2 separate regions of the Ovis aries genome follow, and region 2 is linked to region 1. The links are chromatin contacts, called in public Hi-C maps. All regions are on one chromosome and are shown on one strand. Each heading gives the region's core, a stretch centred on a gene start, on an enhancer-like site or on the middle of the called end of the contact. The rest is flanking DNA. Distances are from core to core; before and after follow the strand shown.

The links. A called contact is a pair of places that touch in the nucleus more often than the background predicts.
Region 2: a contact with region 1 is called in a Hi-C map of liver, with 4 times the contacts expected there. The contact joins the promoter of CCND1 here to the enhancer-like site in region 1. A contact is called at or near these places in 10 of 16 Hi-C or Micro-C datasets (blood, hypothalamus, liver and 4 more).

Annotation. Positions count from the first base shown.
Region 1 is chr21:42,820,976-42,824,563 of ARS-UI_Ramb_v3.0, forward strand. No RefSeq gene overlaps it. Among named protein-coding and RNA genes, the nearest start is that of SMIM38, 38 kb to the right of the region's middle. Within about 2 kb of position 1,911, at least 6 of the 54 cell types and tissues checked have an H3K27ac peak or open chromatin away from gene starts, as enhancers often do. A contact at or near this core is called in liver and tail adipose tissue, where this site is marked.
Region 2 is chr21:43,280,242-43,283,829 of ARS-UI_Ramb_v3.0, forward strand. CCND1 (cyclin D1) reads left to right here and starts at 1,884. Exons shown (of 5, transcript XM_027959928.2): 1 at 1,884-2,241. The coding sequence starts at 2,044.

The sequences.
Region 1 (3,588 bases), core at 661-3,160:
TTGAGGGGCCCAGTCCTGCCGTGGGTGGCCGTGCAAACCCCGTCTTACCGGCCAGATGGGGTTACAGCCATACCCTCTTGGCCAGCCTGCAGGGACGGCAGAGCAGAGACCAGCAGGAGGAGGCCCGTCACCGGTGCCTGGCGCTTGTCCCCCCAGATCCCTGAATGTCTTGGTCCAACATGGGTTTTGTCTGCATTACGAGTGGTGAGTGCCAACAGCTTGAACCTGGGCGACTATGGTGACGCTCAGCACCTCAGGAGATGGGCCGTCCTGGACGGCTGGCTCGGGAGATGAGGGGAGGGGGAAGGGCAGGGTTTCTGGCATCGACGACATCGCAGAGTCTTTCCTTGGACGTTGGGCTGCGGGAACGCTGGGCCGTGTGGTGCCCACACCCTTGGAATAACCAGCGGGAGTAACCCCTGCACGATGAGGCGCAGGCATCTGTCTGCACCCAGCCCCCTTGTTCAGAAACGGGGCTCCGTGGAGCGGAGCTCACGTTGTGTCGGGTTCCCAGGACCCCTTTGCATTCACACAATTGTCTTTCCTGCTGGTGTCGACGCCACGTCGGCTGGCAGAGCCTCCCTTCTTGCTGGAGTCCCAGCCCCTCACCCTGGGGCTCTGTCAAACAGCGGCTGGTGTTGGAACATCAGGCACCATACTGACTCCTGCAGCCCCCCAGGCTGAGTCCTCTTGTGACCAGCACGCGGCCACCAGAAGCTCTGCGGGGTTCATTCATGTCCCCCCGACTCTTAGAATATGACTGTATCTGAAAACAGGGATAAGATGAGCTAATGATCCCAACGGAGCAGTTCTAGGGGAGCTCTTGTTTGCAGGGACCCCCCTCTGTGGATCTTGTGTGACGGGGGTTTCATGGGACCCCTGTGTGGTCATCTGGGTCAGACATCCCTGGCCTCACCCCCCCCCCGGGTGCCCTGCAGTGGACTCACCTGGCCTAGAGAAAGGGGGATGAGCAAGAGGGGGGCTTTTGATCTCAAGAAGGCTGTCGCTTTTGCCAAGAGCCCCCGATGGCTCCGCCTGGCTCAGGCCCAAGCCAGCCTCTCGGAGGGCAGCCCCTTCCAGAGACATTTGGGAAACACCTTTGACAAATGGCTTTGTGCGGGGGGCCGGGAGGGCGGACCTTGCCCCAGGGCTCCTCCTTGGCTCCCCGCCTTGGGTCCCTGGACGCAGGACCATCTGGCGAGTTCGGACAGGCGCCAGGCTCCACATTCCTGCGTGGCGACCCCGAGACCCACCACCCCCACCCCGCCTGCAGCCCCTGCCCAGCCCTACCAGCCAGGGAGCCCTCAGGGGGCTTCAGGGCCCTTGGGGTAGGAGGGGGCCAGGCTTCCCCGAGAGGTGGCAATTTGGAAACATGCTCAAGTAAAATAGACCGAAAGAAAGGCCCGGCTACCTGCTCTGGAGGCCGCAGGGCTCCACTTGGTGACTCGTGAGCTCTGGGCATCAGAGCTGTGGACGAGGGCTTAATTTACTTGCGTCCCGTTTGGCCCAGCGGACAGTCATCGCCAAGGCCATCGCGAACGTTTCCTTGTGGCTGGCTTTAAGGAAGCGTTTGCGCAGGGAGCGCTTTCCCACAGCCCAGGACAATGTGGTGGCCTTGCCAAAGATCACTTCTGCCATCCTCGGCTTTCCTGTGGCTGGAGGTGGGCCTGGAGCCCGGCCAGGCCTGCGCTGCCAAGCCGCCTCCATTGATCATGATCAGGATGCGTTTGATTAATATCCGACGTGGAGAGAGAGGGGCCCGTGCCTGGCTGGCACTCGGAGGCCCCCACTCTGAGGGCAGGGACCGGGAGCTGCTGGCTGGCGGGCAGCAGGAGTGACCGCTCCCTTGTGACCCAGCTGCCTGACCCTGCTCCCGGGCCTTTGAAGCGTTTCCAGGCCTGGCTTGGAACGCCCAGTGCAGAGCTGCGCGTTTCCAGTCCATCCGGATCCTTGAAGCCAAACCGAACTGGTTGATCCCCCAGGGCCCGCTGGCCCGGCCGCCCGGGGAAGCTTCTGTGGGAAGCCGCCTCCAGGCGATTCTCGGAGCCTGTTCCGGCCTCCTGCCCCACCCCCGCCCAGGGACTCAGGCCTCCTTCTCACCACTGTCCAACCTGGGGCTGCTCGGAGGCCAGCTCCCCAGCCAGCCCTTGCCCACGGTGACAGAGACAGTGTCTGGCCACGGGGAGCCCGGCCTCAGAAAGGCAGAGGGGACAGGGGCCCGTGGTGATGGGGCTTTCAAGGATCACAGACTTCAGGCAGCAGCAGGACCAGGACCCTATGGACGGGTTCAGGGGCAGGGGGGTGGGCTGGGGCTGGGCAGGGCCCCTGGGACGCCTGGGGGCTCATGCCCAGAGCACGAGCTCTCTGTTCCGTGAGCCGGTGGGTGACGTCTCTAGCGAGTGGGTGTCTAGGCAAAGCGAGCCCCACATGTCCTTGAAATTGGAGGACTTGAAGCAGGAATGGGTTTTGGGGGCCTCTGTCTCGGACCCCTGGAGTTGGGGAAGCCGAGACCCAGTGAGGGACGGAGAAGACATCCCAGGCCATGCTGCTTGGGAAGATCCTGCCCCCCTATGCCCAGAGCTCATTCAGGGAGGGTCCTCGGCCCCCCCACGGCATGTGCCCCAGGGCCTGAGACACTGTTTGTGCTGAGACTTCAAGGAAGGCTCTGCCATCGACGCTGCGAACGTGCGCTGGGCCTGGGGTGTGCTCAGCCCCACGTCAGCACCACAGAGACATTATTTTGCCAACAAAGGTCCATCTAGTCAAAGCCATGGTTTTTCCAGGAGTCATATACAGATGTGAGAGTTGGACTATAAGGAAGGCTGAGCATCAAAGAATTGATACTTTTGAACTGTGGCGTTGGATAAGACTCTTTAGAGTCCCTTGGATAGCAAGGAGATCCAACCAGTCAATCCTAAAGGAAATCAGTCCTGAATATTCATTGGAAGGACTGATGCTGAAGCTGAAGCTCCAATACTATGGCCACCTGATGTGAAGAGCTGACTCATTTGAAAAGACCCTGATGCTGGGAAAGATTGAGGGCAGGAGGAAAAGAGGGCGACAGGATGAGATGGTTCGCTAGCATCGCTGACTCAGTGGACATGAGTTTGAGCAAATCCTGGGAGATAGTGGAGGACCGGGAAGCCTGGTGTGCCGCAGCCCATGGGGTCGCAAAGAGTCAGACGCGACTCAGTGACTGAACGATGATATGTCAGTGCCGTGCCCACCTGGGACCTGCGGTGAACATGTCCGGCATGGCCCGTGCCTGGATGCTCCTCTGGGGAGCTTTGTCTCCTCTACTTCAGGTCGCATCCATGGGGCGGGCTTCCTGCGGCCCCCACTCCTCAGCGCTGCGGGACAGTCACACCTGGTCATGCTCCCTCTGCCCCGACCCATGCACCTGTGAATGTGACACTATTTGGGTCTATAAGGGGTCTCTGCAGAGGTAGCCAAGTCAGGGGATCACAGACATCCTTATAAGAGACAGATGAGGAGAGAGCATAGATTGAGGAGGTCCTGAGAAGACGCGGCAGAAGCTGGACAGACGAGGCCACAGCCCAGGGGGCCCGGAGCCCCCAGAAGCTAGGA
Region 2 (3,588 bases), core at 634-3,133, 460 kb after region 1:
GGTCCGGGCACACGCGGGGCTCGGGCCCCTTCGCCTCCCGCCCTCCGGGACAGAAGCAACCCGGTGGTAGCGCGCAACCCCATAAATCATCCCGGCGGCCGCCGGGTCGGGATTTTATGAATGAAAAGCAACCCAGCCGCCCTCGTGCACGGGCTGATGCTCCGAGGCTCCCGCGTGCCGGGGGCCAACGCGAGCCTGGGTGCCCAGGGAGGGAGACACGGCGGTGGGCGCTCCCTTGTCGGGCCATCCGCTCCTCCCGAGGCGTGAGCCCAGGGTAATTACCCTCCTGGACCCGGAATATTAGTAATTCTGATTCTCTGCGGGGGAGGGGCGCGGGAAGAATCAGCTCTGAAAAGTGAGGGGGTCTTGTCCTGTTGTGTGCGCCCTTGCGAAGGGGAGGGGGGCTTTTTAATCCGTTTTCTTTGAGCCTTTAACGTTAGGGTATCAGATGGTTTGATGACACTAGACTATATTCAGAGGGAAGTTAATGAACAGTGTTCTTAATTTGGGGCAGGTAGAGTAAAAACTTTAAAAAAATGTTAAGACTGGGTAAGATGTCCTTTTATTTTAAAAATAAGCACCAAAGAGACTGAATCTTTTCAGTCTCTGAAACTATATTCTTTTATATTCTTATAAGTTTGCGATTAATATTGGGGACTCGCGTATAGCCACGAATATATATAGGTTTTGTTTAAAATCATCAGATCAATACACCTATTTCTTTAACTTGTAATTGTTCTGATTGTTGCCAGACCCCCGCCAACCGCCTCAGGCTCTCGAATGCAGCCCCCGGGCAAATTCTAAAGGTGAAGAGAGGTCCACACCCCCAACAAAGCCAATTAGGAAGTTTCCGGTGGTCTTCTCCCAGGCGGGGAGGCGACCAATATTTCCAGCGATTTAGCTTAATTTTTAATTAAAAAAACGAGACAGGACAGAGACCACTGTTTTGCAGCCTTCCTTTCAGAGTGTTTTTCTAGCTGTTAAATTGCCGGCACAGGGCGGGGGCGGGGGGGAAGTGTTGGGGGCCCCCCGCAAGAATGGACTAGCTAAGGTAGGAAGACAGTGCGCAGATCCCCCAGGCGAAGAGGACAGGGCGAAGGAAATGCTGGCCACCATCTTGGGCTGCTGCTGGAATTTTCGGGCATTTATTTTATTTTATTTTTTGAGCGAGCGCGTGTTAGGCTGAAAGCCCTTTAACTTTGGGGGTTACCCCTCCGGCATTTGCACAGACCCCCCTCGGTGCGGGAATGAAACCTCCACCGGGGTTGTCGGCTCTGCCCTGAGTCCCTGAATGGTAAATGGTTCCTGAAATTTACACGTGTTAATGAAAATGAAAGAAGACGTAGACGCTAAGATCCCTTGGCTGCCTCCGCCCGTGGGTGCCCTCGTGGCGTTCTCGGAAATGCGCCCATTCTCCCGGCTCAGAGTGTCACCGAACCCCAGCGTCCCCCTCCACACGGTCTCCCCCAGCTGCGTGTGGCCTGCCCGCCCTCCTAGTTGTCCCCCTCTGCAGAGCCACCGTCACCCAACCCCCCAAATCCTGCGGGACCCGCTCGGGGAGGACAGACCCCCCCCCCAACCCCCGCTCCTGCACCCCTCTTCCTCGGCGGGGAGAAAGGCAGCCTTAGGACGGTTTGCATTTCTATGAAAACCCGGCTTCGGGGGCAACACCGCGCGGTGCAGGCGCGGCGCCTCCGGGATGGCTTTTGGGCTCTGCCCCTCGCCGCTCCCCGACGCTCGGCGCCCGCGCCCCCTCCCCCTGCGCCCGGCCCCCCTCCTTCCCGCTCCCATTCTCTGCCCGGCTTTGATCTCTGCTTAACAACAGTAACGTCACACGGACTACAGGGGAGTTTTGTTGGAAGTTGCAAAGTCCTAGAGCCTCCAGAGGGCTGTCGGCGCAGTAGCAGCGAGCAGCAGCGTCCGCGCGCTCCGGCGAGGGGCAGACGAGCTCGAGGGAGCGCGGGGCAGCAGGAGCCCGAGTCGAGAGCCGACCCAGCCCCGGACCCATCGCCGCCCCCCGGCCACCTAGCCGAGCCCCCAACCATGGCACACCAGCTCCTGTGCTGCGAGATGGAAACCATTCGCCGGGCGTACCCCGATGCCAACCTCCTCAACGACCGAGTGCTGCGGGCCATGCTCAAGGCGGAGGAGACCTGCGCGCCCTCGGTGTCCTACTTCAAGTGTGTGCAGAAGGAGATCCTGCCGTCCATGCGGAAGATCGTGGCCACCTGGATGCTGGAGGTGCGGGGCTCCGGGCGGCTCTCTTAGCACTTTCCTGCGACTTGTTGCGCAAACCCACTTTTCTTTGCCACTCATCACCCTCCCTTCTCTCCCACCCAAACTTTGAAGTTTGCCAGAGTGTTGCTAGGAATCGTAGTTCCAAAATATATAGATATTCAGGGTATTTTTTTGAACAAGGAGGGAGTGGGGGTGGGGTCATTAGATAATTCCTTTCGTGGGTGGGTGGGGGCGGCGGCGGTCGAGGAGGGGTACCCTAGGGGAAAGCCACTGCCCGGGCACCCCAGTTGGCTTCAGGGTGCGGGCCCGCAGGCTGGGCGTCCTTTGTGGCCCCCGCCGGGACCTCCACCGCGCAGCCCCGCTGCGCCTCCTCTTGCGGCCGCGCGGCTGCTGAGCCGCCAGCTCCAGGGGGAGGGGGCATAGATTTGATTTTTAAATTAATATCCATGGACACGTATGCAAGGGCCGCTCGTGCCAGTATTATGCGCCATCTTTGTTCTTTTATTGCAAAGCAAAAGTGTTTATTAATAATTGGGGGCAGGGTGGGGGCGGGGAGCGGCCGGCCAGGCGCTTGGGGCCGCCGCGAGGGGCCGCGCCGCCACCGGGACCCAGCGGGAGGGGCGCGGGGACAGAGCTCGGGTAGTTGTGGGGGGACCCCTCTCGGGAAAGGGGGCCCCTTTGTTCAAGCAGTGGGTCCCGGGGCGTCCCGCAAGGCCAGCTTGGGCCAGAGAGCACGCCGGGCTGCAAGGTCGCGTGGCCCCCAAGACGCTAGGAATGGACCCTCATCTGCCGGGATCTCAGCTTGGGGGACCTGTCTGGAGCGAGCTGGGGGCCAGGGGCACGTTTTCAGGCCTTCAGAGGGCTCCCCGGGGCACCGCAAGTATTTTAAAATAATTTTTGAAAGTGCGGCGTGGTGCCCTTGCGAGAAGGAAACGGCGCCCGCGCCCAGGGGGAAGGGGGGCCCCCGAGTTTGAATTCCTGGGGCTCTCCCCTGAGCCCGCAACGAGCTCCCGACTCCCGGCCTGGGTAAAGGACAGTCTGAGGGTCATTTTCAGGGCATTTTTATGTACCCACTTAATTTTTTTATATTTTTAAATATTTTTTGAAAAGATGACGTCTGGGGAAATGCGGCGCGGCGGCCTGGGACGCCACCTTTGTGTCTCGCAGGCGCTGCGAGCGCGGCGCCCAGCCCCGCGGCCCTCCCCGCGGCCCTGCGCCCCATTTTTTGCCGACCCCAGGTCTGGCGGCTCCCGAAGCACCCACGCGGGCCGGGGTCCCTGGGACCCACAGCCCGCGCGCGACACACGCCGCCCAGCTGTGCCCGCTCCCGCCCCCACTGTGCCAGCCTAG